Linked DNA regions of Zea mays: region 2 is linked to region 1. A link is a contact called in public Hi-C data. All regions are on one chromosome and are shown on one strand. Each heading gives the region's core, a stretch centred on a gene start, on an enhancer-like site or on the middle of the called end of the contact. The rest is flanking DNA. Distances are from core to core; before and after follow the strand shown. Region 1 holds the start of LOC103645757 (probable polyol transporter 4). Region 2 holds the start of LOC100384448.

Evidence for each region. Hi-C and Micro-C count contacts between places; a contact is called where the count stands out from the background.
Region 2: a contact with region 1 is called in a Hi-C map of leaf, with 8 times the contacts expected there. The contact joins the promoter of LOC100384448 here to the promoter of LOC103645757 in region 1. A contact is called at or near these places in 5 of 25 Hi-C or Micro-C datasets (leaf and root tip).

Annotation. Positions count from the first base shown.
Region 1 is chr2:1,709,614-1,712,392 of Zm-B73-REFERENCE-NAM-5.0, forward strand. It overlaps LOC103645757 (probable polyol transporter 4), which reads right to left and starts at 1,332. Exons shown (of 3, transcript XM_035965121.1): 1 at 1,205-1,332; 2 at 549-924; 3 at 1-406. The coding sequence starts at 1,332. It overlaps LOC100381427 (N-acetylglucosaminylphosphatidylinositol de-N-acetylase family protein), which reads right to left. Exons shown (of 9, transcript NM_001361426.1): 8 at 2,634-2,779; 9 at 1,965-2,283. The coding sequence ends at 2,220.
Region 2 is chr2:1,898,422-1,901,200 of Zm-B73-REFERENCE-NAM-5.0, forward strand. LOC100384448 reads left to right here and starts at 1,344. Exons shown (of 1, transcript NM_001176984.2): 1 at 1,344-2,416. The coding sequence starts at 1,455. The coding sequence ends at 2,210.

The DNA of each region.
Region 1 (2,779 bases), core at 82-2,581:
TGCTGACGTACAACAGCGGCTTCCGGCCGACGCGGTCGATCAGCACGATGGCCAGCGCGATGAACGCCGTCTTGAAGAACCCGACGGCCACCGTGGCGGCGAGGAGCTGGCGCTCGGTGGCGATCCCAGCGTCCCGGAATATGGTCGGGCTGTAGTACACCAGCGCGTCGATGCCCGTGATCTGCTGGAAGCACTGGATGCCTACTCCGGTGACGAGCATCCGGGCGATCACCGGGGACGGCCTCGACAGCTCCTGCCACACCGTCCTGTTCCTGTCCCCGTGCTTGCCGGCGGCGCCCGTCGTGGCGGCCGCAGCAGCAGCCTCGATCTCGGCGAGCCTCTCCTTAGCCTCGTCCTCGGTGTCGGTGACCCTGAGGAGCACGGCGCGCGCCTCGTCGGCCCTGCCCTGCATGACCAGCCACCGCGGCGACTCCGGGATCACGAGCAGCGCGAAAGCGATGGACACGGACGGCAGGATGCCGACGGCGAGCATGACGCGCCAGTTGATGTGGTCGGGGAGCCCCGAGAAAGCGTAGTTGGAGATGTACCCGAGGAGGATGCCGAGGTTGATGAAGATCTCCGGGAAGGACGTGAACGATCCCCTGGACGCCGCGGGGGATATCTCGGCGATGTACACCGGCGCGATCATGACGCCGAACCCGATGCCGACGCCGGCCAGCAGGCGGCCCACCATGAGGACCTGGAAGGACGGGGCGAGCGTCATGACGGCCGCGCCGGCCTGAAAGACGACGGCGGCGAGGCCGATGGTCCACTTCCGCCCCACGGCGTCCGATGTCCTCCCGCCGGTGAGGCTGCCGAGGAGGGAGATGAAGCTGAGGCAGCCCACCAGGACCTCCTGCTGCACCTCGTTGATGTGAAGGTCCCTCTGAATGAACAGGATGCAACCGCTCATCACACCGACATCTGACATTTGGATGTGAAATTATGGAACATCATTAGCCAACTATAGACTACTCAGTAACAGTTAAAAAGAAGAAGTAACAATTAACAAGCAGCAGCAGCCATTGCGATGTCTAAGGAGAAAAAAATGTTAACGCGATTCAGCGCTTACCATCTCCAAATCCTACGCACAGTCAATCACCAAGAATCTCTTTACGAACAGCCAAAAACAAGAGCGAATTTTTTTTCTATAGTACTTTTTAATCGAAGAACTGGCTACGCAAGTCGAGAACAAGAAGCTTACCGTAACCGAGCAGCACGGAGTTGAGGGAGGCGAAGACGGAGCAGGCGAAGACGTATCTCCTGCTGCTTTGGCGGCCACGGACATGGACGGCGCCGCCGCCCCCGCCCCCGCCCCCGCCGTCGTCGCCTTCATGCTCCGAAGGGAGCACGTCGTCCATGCGCACGTACTTGTTCTTCCTGCCCAAGAAGACCGGCAGGGCTGCCAGGCCACTGGCGCCGCCGCCGTTGGACGACGACAGCTCGGCGCTCGGGAGCATCATGCTCTGCTCTGCCTTCCCGCGCTTTCCAAATCGCAGTGGTTCTAGCGCCTGGATGGTGCTACCGTGCTAGTAGTGGACTAGGCAATGAAGCTGGATCTGAGGACGGAAGAGGAAGACGAAGGAAGAAGATTTTAATATGTTCGTCGTACTTTCCGCGACGCGCGATTTGGTCGCCGTTCAACTCATCGCGTCGGGGTCTGCGTTTTCAAATGGGAGGTCTTTCCTATGAGCCCCTTCATTCCTGGCGATTTGTGAATACCTACAGCAGAGTGGTAGTATGTGATTTTCAAGATATTTCGGACTCTCGCAGGGGTAGATAATCCATTCGTTCAAAAAAAAAATGATACGAATCATCACAAATATTTATAATAACAAACGAATATTATTATTAGGTGTAGAATATATTTTCATAGTAACCTATTTAGAGTAAAAACAATGTTAATACATTCTAAGTTTGACTCGATCCAAAGCCAGAATCGCATCTTTTGGGACAGAAGCAGTAGAACGGAAGGATTGATTAGTTAGCAGGTCAGTTCGTCAAGGACGTCAAATCGAACCAGAAATCGTTTGACCACACCCAAGAACTTACAAATATACTATGGTAGAGAATTGGGAACAAGAAGCCGTACAGTCACCCTATGAGCACTGCCTATAAAATCATTGATACATACAGTACAAATATACAATTGACAACGCACAAGTACGACATTGGAGACGACAATGGCGGCTCGCTCTGATATGACGTCGTATCACGTGCTAAATTTTCTGTAGCATGTTTATGTAGGTATAACTTGAGAGCATGACGAACACTCTTCTAAACCTGCAAAGACACATGGAATATGCTGATTATCTTCAATTCAAAAAAGAGCTGCTCTGTATTCCAGAGAGAGAAAAAAAAGACAATCCCTAACTACCGAGTTAAACATGGTCCCTCTACCGTTTCCTGATACAGGTAAGGTATTGATAGATGCCATCTTTGATGATATATGGCAGCAACCAGCAAGTCAGTGATTCGTTATACATTGCGAGGAACGATATAAATATGATGCAATCAGAAACTTTATTATGAACTTATAGAGGCCACGTGAATTGATCTCCAACACTCTATTCAAGTTGGCAGAAGAGAATGATTTCTCCATGAAAATGCACACATGGAACTCTTATACTTACCAAACCCACTGACTTCTGTGTGCAGCCATTGCCTCATAGCTTCTGGACGGGCTACTGTTAACTAGAGTATAGATTGACTGCTTTGACCTTGAGACGGAGATCAGCGAAGAAAGCCAAATGTCAACCGGACCACTGTACTTGCGAAG
Region 2 (2,779 bases), core at 94-2,593, 190 kb after region 1:
ACGGGAGGAAAGATGAGTTCTGGTGTTTTCTGAATATACTGTTCTTTCCTTTTCGTACTTGTTATCCAGATAAGCTTAGCAATAAAGTGCCTATGTTTTAAATTATAAGTTATTTTTATTTTTTTATAGATATATTGTTAATGTTTTGAATTGATATAGGTTCTATCTAAATATATAATAAAAGCTTTACGACGATGACTTATGATTCGAAATTGAGGAATTGCTTTATTTTATATGTACTTTATTTTATATCCATTGGCTACACTCTTTTAGAGCATCTGTTTATTTACTTACTATACAAAGTAAGATTCGGCATGAGTAGCGAAAAACTATTCATGTGAAATATGGTTGATTCAGTCAGTGAAACTTGTTAACTAGATGGCAATTTTACCCACGGTTTTTGCACCTGATGGATTTGAATAAAGGGTACAAAAAAAGTCACCCGTGGTTACGTGAGGGCCGGAGATTCGTAGAGACGTGGATTGGGCGCGAGTATCAAATTTAATCACAGGTACCGTAATTTGATAATATATAATTTATATATCACGTGGACCATAATTATAGCATATGGAACTACGAAGATAGTGTTTTTTATGGATAACTAGCGTGCCGTGGGAAAGTTTGCCGTAACTGCAACCGCTGATCACGTCTTCACGGACGAAAACAGGCCAGGTTCCGGATGCCCTGTGAAGAACGTTCAACGCGTTAACAACCTAGCCGGTGGTCAGGTCAAATCAGGCATGCTTAGGTGCAGGTGCAGGGATGATTAGGCATCTGTTCCCGTGTGACTCCTCTATATACCGACAGGGATGACGACGACGATGGCGTTCATCGGTGCATGGCTGAACCGTACATGCTCCGATCCTGCAGCTGCAGGAGTGCAGGTGGTCTCGTGCTGACGACGGCGACTCCTCTATATATCATGCCCCGGCGATCGCAAGCATACGCGTGCGCGTTGGTACGGTGGCGCGATATGCATGCGTGTCGAACCGCGACACGACAACAGATGCATGGCCTGACCACATGCACGACTTACATGCTTCAACTAGAAGCAGAACGCGTGGCGTGGTCCGGTCCGGTCCGGTCGGTCAAAAAAAAAAAAAAAAACTCATCCCCACAGGGAGAAAGAACACAAAAGGCAGACATGTGATCCGTCCAGTTCTTCTTCCAGGAAGCAGGACAGGACACGGGAGGGAAAAGGCAAGAGCGTGGAAGTCAACACCCACGCCGCCATGGCCCATGGCGCGAATAAGTCAAGGGCAGCCGTCTAGAAGCCATACCAACCACAACCAGAGACATGGCGACATATATAGAAGACTGAGCACCGAGACGAGACGACATTTATAGCTCAAGCGATCGAGTCGTGCAGCGGCTGCTTGCGTTCGTGCATTTTTCGTACAGGACCGCGCGCGCCGCGGGTTTGAGAGGAGCGCGTGCACACGTACGATACGAGCATGGCAGACTACCACAGGATCCACCCAGTGAGCGCGGGCTCGCCGCCGCCGCCGTCCGCGCCGCCGGAGCAGGCGTCGAGGAGCGGCAAGAAACCCAGCCACGACCAGCTGCCGGTGACAGCCCCTGCCCCGGCGCCGCCGCCCCCGCCCCCGCCCCCGCCGTCGCGGCGCAAGCGCAGCCGCTGCTGCCGGTGCGTGTGCTACACCGTCCTCGCCCTCGTTTTGCTCGCCGTTGCGCTGGGCGCCACCGCGGGGATCCTGTACCTGGTGTTCCGGCCCAAGATCCCGACGTTCCACGTGGACCGCCTGACGGTGACCCGCTTCGACGTGAACGGCACGTCGGCCACGGTGACCGACGCGTTCGACGTGGACGTGACGGCCGACAACCCGAACCGCCGCATCGGGATCTACTACGACGGCGGCGACGTGACGGCGTCCTTCAACGGCACCGTGCTGTGCAGCGGCGCCTTCCCGGCGCTGTACCAGGGCCACCGCACCACCGTGCACCCGCGCATCTCGCTCGCGGGGGAGACGCGGCTCGACAGCGCCGTCGCGGCGCAGCTGCTGCAGCAGCGGGCGGCCGGGTTCGTGCCGCTCACCGTGCGGGCCCGCGTGCCCATCCGCATCAAGTTCGGCGCCGTCAGGCTGTGGACGATGACGGGCAAGGCAAACTGCAACCTGGTGGTGGACAATATCCAGGCAGGCACGCAGCTGAGCATCCGCTCCAATTCCTGCACTTTTAAGCTTAAGATCTAGATGCGCCTTCCTTTGTCGGCCATGCATGGTTGTTGCCTCCAATGACTACGGCTACGGGGGTGGTAGTGGTAGAGGTGTACAGTACATTCTTTTCGGCACCTGTATCCATAGCTTAATTGATGGCTGTAATAAATAACATCCGATATGCATACTATTTTGCTATGAGATTATTTATTATATAATAAATATTATTTATATAATAAAGCATGATTTTTTAGGCCATATACAGCCTCGGTGTGCTAGCCTTTGCTGTTGAAATTTTCAGACCCCAGCAAAAAGGATGGTATTCCATAAAATTCAGCGAAATTTAAACCCTTGGGTGTAGCAGCCAACATTCCTCAGCAATAATTCGTTCCAAACGGTGGGAAGATCAGAAGACCGTTGCTCTGGATTCTAGAATTGGTTTCCTTATTCGCTTTTCCTTGTGGGGGCTAGTCTTTGGTCTAAAGTGAGAGTTTACAATATCATTGTACGACTAAGCCATATTTGATACAACTGCTGGTTGTTGAAAAGGCAACGCTTGTTATTTATTTTTAGTTTATTCTGAGAAGTAGCTGAATTGATAAACT